Regions from separate parts of the Sus scrofa genome. Here region 2 is linked to region 1. The links are chromatin contacts, called in public Hi-C maps. All regions are on one chromosome and are shown on one strand. Each heading gives the region's core, a stretch centred on a gene start, on an enhancer-like site or on the middle of the called end of the contact. The rest is flanking DNA. Distances are from core to core; before and after follow the strand shown. Region 1 overlaps IL17B (interleukin-17B). Region 2 holds the start of IL17B (interleukin-17B).

Region 1 (3,818 bases), core at 845-3,344:
CTTGAATTGGAGTTGATAAGCCTACATTTCAGCCATGGGAGTGGAGCTTGGTTGGTACAAAGCTGTGCAGGCGGGGACGCGAGGGGGCCTCCCAGGTTAGGTCGGGGCCACGGCAAACAAGCCCTTTAGAAGCAGCGAGCTGCCCGTCTCTGGAAGGAGGTTCCCCCTCGGGAGCGGGGGTGGTCTGCGTGGTTGCCTTCAGCTCTGAGGTGCACCGCAGGTCCGACCGAGACCCAGAGAGGAGCCTTGGGGCTGCTGGGGCGGAGCAGGCTTTCTCCGGTGGGCCAGCAAGCCTGGCGTTCTCGTGTGCGTTTGCCCTTCTGGTCTGCAGACCCCTGGCTTTGCACAAAGGCTCGGGGGTGGAGAGCAGCGGCGCCCACGGCTTTCACCCGCCCTGCGCACAAGGGGTCTGGTTGGATGACGCGCTGCCTCACGCGTAGCTGCACCCGAATCCCCTGGAGGCCTTGTTTAAACACAGTGCTTCTGAGTCAGTAGGTTTGAGGTGGGGGCTGCGACCCTGCCTTTCTAATGCCGCGCTCCCCAGGTGACACTGCCACCGCTGACAGGGGGACCGCACTTTGAGGGCCACTGGCTTGTACCAAGACCCTTTGCTGATTCAAAAGGCAGCGTGGACAGACTGGTCCTAAAGCCCTGCAGGCTCCTGAGCCCCGGATGCTGAGCCCCCCACCCCCCGCCACCCCCTCCGCCCCTGCGATTCAGTCCTCCCCGCCCTCCCAGTCCTGCGACGCATGCTAAATCAGCTGTTCTAGGGGCTAAAAATACCTTCCACCCCGAAAACAGCTGAGGGGCTCAGGCCGATTTCTGAGGCTGAGACTAGTTGGCACTGAGCGTTAGTTTCAGTCAGAGGGCAGCAGCGGGAGAGGAGTCGTTCCTTGGCTGCCAGCCTCAGCGCCCGAGGCAGCTCTAGTTCGCAGGCTTTGCAGGGCCCATTCATGAAAGGGCGGTGGTTAGGTATGTGCCTGTCTGCGCTGGCAAGCACCTTACCTTTTTTGGTATTGTTCTAGAGTGGATTCTGGCTAAAATTATCCCGGGAAGCTTCGGCCCGGTTCCAGACACATGGAAACAGACTTCATGTGCCAGTGCAGGCTGATCTGTCCGCAGCCGCCTCCTCCCGAGGGGCTGCTCTTGCCTGAGGCCCCGCAGCTGCTCTCCAGGCCTTAAGACTTCAGCTGCAGCCAAGGGACCCACGGCCTCCAGAGCCTTTCTGCGGGGTAAGGGCCTGGGAGCCCCAGGGCGTGGGCAGTAGGTGGGGAGACTCCTCTGGGCGGGGCCGGCCGTCCTCCTCCTCAGACACGGAGACGCGCAGGTGCCAGCTGGCGGGACGCGGCCGCGGCCTTGCCTCTTTCTGGCGGCCGTTTCCTGCTCTGAAATGAGCAGGTGGGATCTGGGCATCCCCAGGCTCTCCTCCAGCTTCACGGTTCTGAACTCACGAGTGTGGCTGGCACCTGGAGGAGCTGAGGCCCTTGGAGAGCCAGCTCTGCACTGTACCCCGGAACCTCCTTTGCTCTGATTCTAAGTGGTGCTTGTGTTTTCCACTGTCTGGTGAGAAACCCTCACTCCATGAGAACAGACGCCCCATCTGCCGTCCAGCGCTGCATCTTTGGCCCGCGGCAGAGTGAGCGCCCAGCGCAGGCGAGGGGTGCAGCACTTGGTGAATGAATGCCCCTGGGGGGGGGGCCCACGACCTGCTCCTCCTGAGTCAGGAGCAAGACATGCTCTCCCCCCGAACGCCCCCCTCCCCCCACGTCTGAATTTTGCTGGGTGACCTGCTCTGGGGTAGTTGTAAACATTTACCACATCCCGGCACTACTGAGGTGGCGATGCCTCGTTCCTGTTTATTTGGCAGATTGTAGGGTTCTGTCTTGGCAACTGCTCTCTCCCCTCCCAGAGAGCTGGGGGCCCTTGGGGGCTGCCTTCTGGAACCTCTGGCCTCTCCTTGTGGGCAGAGGGGCGGTGGGAGCCAGCCCTCAGCTTTGGGCTCGTGGCAGCAGGCGGCGTGGCTGGCTGCTGTCCTGAGCTGGCCAGGCCTGCCCACCCAGGGACAGGGAGCTTCGGAAGGACCAGCCCGCCCCACTGCGGCCAGGCTGGGGATCACACGGGGCTGCCCTGGTGCCTCTTCTGTGCACATGTCCTTAGGGATGCGGGGGGGGGGGGGCTGTCAGGGACAAGACTGGTATTGGCCCCACGCCCCGGTCCTCAGCCACATGGCGACGGCCCGTGCCATCGTCACGTCTGACCCCGGCCGTGAAAAGAGGCCGCTGCACATGGATCTCTGTGGACCTGGGAGGAGGGGAGGGCGCCGCCCCGTCCCCGCCTGGGCGACACTGTGCCTTTCTCCAGAGCCGGCTCCCCCCTTTGATCTTGGATGAGACCCTTGGTGCCGCGGTGGGACCTGACTGTTCTAAGCCCATCAGTTTAGTCTCGTCCCCAGTGTCCCAGGTACTCGGCCAGCCGCTGAGCCCAGAGCCCGTCAGCACGTGGCATTCTCTCGGCCCCAGGAATTGGTTCCACAGGGGCCCAGAGCCCAGACTTTGCTTCATGGGTCCTCGTGGGAGAAGACCCTCTGACGCTGGCGGCTGTGGGCAGCCGTCTCTGCCCTTGAGAGGAGGCAGGGCACCTCGCCGTGCTCGGTGCTGGCGCGGCCCCGGCCCTTCATCATAACCAGCGAGGCCCTCTGTCGCTTCAGCTAGCTGACCTGTCGTCCTCTGTCGCACTGGGGAGCGGTCTTCCTTCCTGCGACGACCGAGAGGCGTGCGCCCGTGCCCGTGCCCTTTAAAAGCACCAGCCGGTCCGCCACCCCTGCTGTCACCTCTGCCTAGTAAAACAGGAAAGCCCAGTAAAAGCGACTCAGAGGCCACGGAGCCTCTGCCTGCGTGAAGGGTACTTTGCCCCACGCCGAATTCAGTTAATTCCAAGGAGAAGCTCCAGGCTGAAGCCCAGTTCTGCGAACTCACTGGGAGACCTGGGGCCAGTTCTCTTCTCGCTTTGGCCTTGTAGCTCCACCTCTACCAGACGAGGGACAAGGGCTGATGACCTCTGGGGCGTCTAGGAAGTCCTGACGTCCAGGTCCTCGGCAGCCTGGTGTCCTCTTGGTGTCTGCGTCCTCCCCCGAGGCGTGTTTAGCAGGTCGGGGTGGGACCTGGGCGTCCTCACCTGAACGCCATCCCACTACCTTCTGCTCTGCGGCGAATGTCTGGGCTGGACGCTCTCCGCCGCCGGGAACTTGGCTTCTCCCAGGCGGATGGGCCGTGTTCTTGCTCAGCCCTCGCTTTCCGGGCAGAGGGTCGGTCCTCCCAGGCGCCTCCTTCGCCTGCGATGCTCCCTTTGCCACTGGCTGCCGTGAGGCTCGAGCTCACGGGCAGCTCTCTGCTCGGGCAGCCTTTCTCCCTTGTGTCCTTCCACGGTCGCCTCCCCCACCCGCAGGGGGATCCAGAGGCTGGACTGTCGTGCAGTCAGTTCTCAACTGGGCACTTTGCATCTAAGGTGCCTGCAGTGAACAGGCGCCGGCGCCCTGTCCTAGGTTTTCTGACCTCCCCTCTGCGGGGAGCCGTCTGATTTCTGGAAAGCACTGCCTCAGGTGCCTTTTGGGAGCTGGCAGGGGACGCACCAAGAAATCGGATTCCGAGTTCTCTGCCTTCCACGGCCTCCCAGAGTCCTCACGGTGTCCTCTCAGAAAACCAAGTCAGAAGCAGCTTGAGATGGGTTTTTATTTCTTCTTAAAAAAAATAAATAAGCGGATAGAGGGCGGGAACGTCCTTCCCTTCCCCCCTCTCCCGTCGAGAGGCTCCCCCGGGAGG
Region 2 (3,818 bases), core at 960-3,459, 44 kb before region 1:
CTGCTTGCCCCTACTTCAACGTGCGATGGAGAGAATGAAATGAAATAGTTGGCTGTGCTCAGCATAATCCCTCAGTGAGCATCAGCTATCCTTCCAGACACACCTAAAGAGAGTCATTCTCCCCACGAAATTGGGATCACATGACGCATACTGTCCTATTTGGTTTGGAGGAAGAGTGACGTGGAAACATTAGTCAGGGGGATCCTGAAATTTCCATCGGAGGCGAGAAGTCTTGCATCTCGATTCAAAGAATTGGTTGCATCAGTGTAGGATGGGAAACTTAGATTTCCCAAACGGAGTCACCACCACCTCTGTGATGTGGCTGGAGCCAGGCTGCATCAGTAGATATGGAGGGTTTGTTTTTTTTTACATTCCACCTGCAGCATATGGAGCTTCCCAGGCTAGGGGGTCTAATCGGAGCTACAGATGCCGGCCTTCACCACAGCCACAGCAATGCCAGATCCAAGCCACATCTGCAGCTCGCAGCACTGATGGATCTTTAACCCACTGAGCAGGATCAGGGGTCGAACCTATGTCCTCATGGATACTAGTCAGGTTCATTACCACTGCACCACCACGGGAGCTCCTGCCAGAGTCTTGGCACCCGCTCCTGCTCCCACCTGAGCCCTGGATCCTTCATCCCCACTATCCTGCTGGCATCCATCCGATCTCTCCTCAAATGGCAGCCCCGCAGAGACCCTCCCGACCTCTCAATTTAAAGCAGCCCTCCTAGGGGTTCTTGTCATGGCGCAGCAGAAACAAAATCTGACTAGGAACCATGAGGTTGTGGGTTCGATCCCCGGCCTCGCTCAGCATTGCTGTGAACTGTGGTGTAGGTTGCAGACGCAGCTCAGATCTGGCGTTGTTGTGGCTGTGGTGTAGGCCGGCAGCTGTAGCTCTGATTTGACCCCTAGCCTGGGAACCTCCATATGCCATGGGTGCAGCCTTAAAAAGCAAAAACAAAGGTGCCCTCCTAATCCGGCCACCCGCGGGTGTAGCCCTCCTAATCTGGTCACTTCTCGCCGTACCACTGGGCTCCATTGTCCTCCTTGACTCTGTCGCGATCTAAGATTGACGGTGCGGTGGCTGATTTGTTTGTGTCTGTCTCCTGCTCTAGACTGTAAAATCCTCAGAGCTGGGATCTGTCTTATTCTCCCGTCCATCCTGGGCACAGAAATGGCACTTGGCGCATGGCAGGCCCTCGGTGAACTTTCGGTGAATACAGATGTTAACGGCGAAGGCCAACCACGCCCTGGAGACTGACATCCACTAAAGAAAGCGCCCTTGGAGTCCATGGACCCGCTCAGCTGCACATAACACCTGGTGTGCACCTGTGCTGTCTTCCGTGAAGACGGCTGAGTGTTTTTATTAGGGTCTCAAAGGAGGTCCTGGCCTCCCAAAAGAGGCCTTGACTGTGCAGGAAGGAAAACAAGTTAAATTCAGTCTCGGATGCCCACTGGGGGCCCCGGGCATGTTTAGCCTGGAGGAGAGAAGCCCAAGGAAGCCAGGGTCACTGTTTGTAAACCTCTGTGGGCAGCAGAGGATCCGGAAAATGACAGGGCTTTTCCTCCAACGAGAGAAGGAGCGTCTCACAACCCAGGCTGACCAAGGGCCCAGGCAGGCTGGTCAGGTGACGAGATCCTTGTCATTGGGGTGTGCAAGCAGATGTCCCTGTGGCTCTGTCAGAATTCGCTCTGGGATGAGCGGGCCAAACGAGTTTTGGGAAGTCAGAGGGGTGGATGCTTGGGTCAGAGGGGACAGTCTCTAAATGAATGTAACTGTGGTTCCTTCCGGCCTCACACAGATTGGAGTGCAACTGACATGGCCCTGGCCATCCCCAGAGGGAGCCACTCAGATGCCACCCTCACAGTCCACCTAAAAGGAGCAAGTCTGTACCTGCCCCTCGCTGCTGGCTGGGTGTCTACTCTGCCTGCGCCCATGACCCGAAGAGGGGCTGTCTAGGTCTGAAATGCAAGCACAGAGTTCCCGTCGGGGCTCAGTGGTTAATGAATCTGACTAGGAACCATGAGGTTACGGGTTCGATTCCTGGCCTTGCTCAGTGGGTTAAGGATCCGGCGTTGCCGTGAGCTGTGCTGTAGGTCGCAGACACGCCCGGGATCCCGCATTGCTGTGGCTCTGGCGTAGGCCGGTGGCTACAGCTGCTATTCAACCCCTAGCCTGGGAACCTCCATATGCCGCGGGAGCGGCCCCAGAAATGGCAAAAAGACAAAAAATAAAATGCAAGCAGAGGACAGGTCGCCTCTTCTGGGCACTGCCCTTTCACAGCAATAAGCTTGGCTGGCACGGGAATGCCGGAGGCGTTCGGTGCCCCACGGGCAAGGCGGTCTCCCTCCCATCTCCCTCCGGCTCCTAAGCAGGATGGCCTGTCCTTCCCGGGGAGGCCACGAGAGGGCGCCGCCCCTCCTGCCAGCGGCAGCCTCCTTGGCCCCTCCCCCGGTGGGCGTGGCCCAGGACGCCTGTCCGTCAAAGGAAGGGCGACCCTCGCTGCTGGAAGAGCGCGAGTGGTCCCGGGGGTCCGTCCGCGGACCTGTCAGGGGTGCCCGCTCCTTCTCCCCGCAGGACAGAGGCCCGCGGCGAGCCTGGCAGGTAGGGCTGTGCTGAAAGTGTTCGTGCGTGAGGCTGTGTCGCAAGCGGTCTCAGCCCCCAGGTTCGCCCTTGTGCACGTGTGGGACGCGTCCCGGGCGGGGCCCCGGTGGTCGCGTTCACCGCCGCGTCCCCCGCAGCCCGCGCGCACGGGCCCAGGAAAAGCGGGCGGAGTTGCACCGAGGTACATAGACCGGACGGTCAGCGTTCCTTGGTGGCCTAGCCGTGGTCACTGCAGCAGCTTGGGTCGCAGCTGTGGGGCAGTTTGAAGTTTTGGTCTGGAAACTTCCCCGTGCGCCGGGCGCGGCCAGAAATGGAAAAGCAGAAAGAAAGAGGCCACTCCCTTCGCTGGGTCCTTGCCGTTCCTGCTGTCCTTACCCCCGCCCCCCATCTCAAACCCTGGTGGCGAAGCCACCCGTGGGGTCAGGAGGCCCCCCTGGCGGTCATTACCCAGCGGTGTGGAAGGTTCTAGAAGGAACGCAGCAGGACGAGGCCTGCGCGCGGAGCTCGGCCCTGTCCCGCCTCTTCCGCTGTCGCTGGGGCTCCCGGGTGCCCGGGGCTCCGGGGGCCTTGGGCTCCTCGTCGTGAGGACACGCGCGTCGGGGCGGGGAGGCCCTGCGCATCTGGGCAGCTCAGGGCAGATGCTCTGGCCAGGGTGTGGGGGTTTCTTCCCCACAGCGGGGCCGGGTTGGGGGACCCTCAGAGGTGGCGTCTCCAGCGTCCCCGCGTGGTGGGCGGGATGCGGCCGCACAGCCGCCGCAGAGGTCCCTGTGAGCCCGGACCCGGGCCACGCGGTTCAGACGCCGTCCCCGTCTCTCCTCTGGTCGGTCAGTCACCCCGCTGGGCTTGGAGGGGCGAGGCTGCCCTTCGGCGGGGCCGGTGGGTGACCCGGCCCCGCGGCTCAGCCTGCGTCTTGTCCCTCCCTCAGGCCCTGGCCTCGTGGGGCTCTCCCCCTCCCCTCCCTCTGCAGCGGGTGCTCCTGGACCCCGCCTGGCACTTCCGGGGGCTTCTGGCCGTGCTGACGTGGGCCCTGGTGGCTGGCCGGCCTCTGGAAACGTCCAGCCGCGGGAAGGGCCGCCTGAGCAGGGGCCGTGTCGGGGGTTTGTCTGCCCCCTCCCCCCATCCCCGATGGGCGCTTCATCCCGGGACCTCAGGTGGGACGCATTTGAAGGCAGGGTCTTGAAAGAGGCAACTGGTGTTAAGCAAGGTCACCT

The links. Hi-C and Micro-C count contacts between places; a contact is called where the count stands out from the background.
Region 2: a contact with region 1 is called in a Hi-C map of omental adipose tissue, with 1.9 times the contacts expected there. The contact joins the promoter of IL17B here to the enhancer-like site in region 1. A contact is called at or near these places in 1 of 5 promoter capture datasets (liver), 23 of 47 Hi-C or Micro-C datasets (alveolar macrophages, brain, embryonic fibroblasts and 12 more) and 1 of 2 datasets of contacts at active chromatin or transcription factors (skeletal muscle).

Annotation. Positions count from the first base shown.
Region 1 is chr2:150,537,412-150,541,229 of Sscrofa11.1, reverse strand. IL17B (interleukin-17B) reads left to right here. Exons shown (of 14, transcript XR_002342005.1): 6 at 1-50; 7 at 1,026-1,232. PCYOX1L (prenylcysteine oxidase-like) reads right to left here. Exons shown (of 7, transcript XM_003124085.4): 7 at 1,837-3,818. Among named protein-coding and RNA genes, the nearest start is that of PCYOX1L, 13 kb to the right of the region's middle. Within about 2 kb of position 2,094, at least 21 of the 83 cell types and tissues checked have an H3K27ac peak or open chromatin away from gene starts, as enhancers often do. A contact at or near this core is called in fetal skeletal muscle, omental adipose tissue and skeletal muscle, where this site is marked.
Region 2 is chr2:150,582,017-150,585,834 of Sscrofa11.1, reverse strand. IL17B (interleukin-17B) reads left to right here and starts at 2,209. Exons shown (of 14, transcript XR_002342005.1): 1 at 2,209-2,607.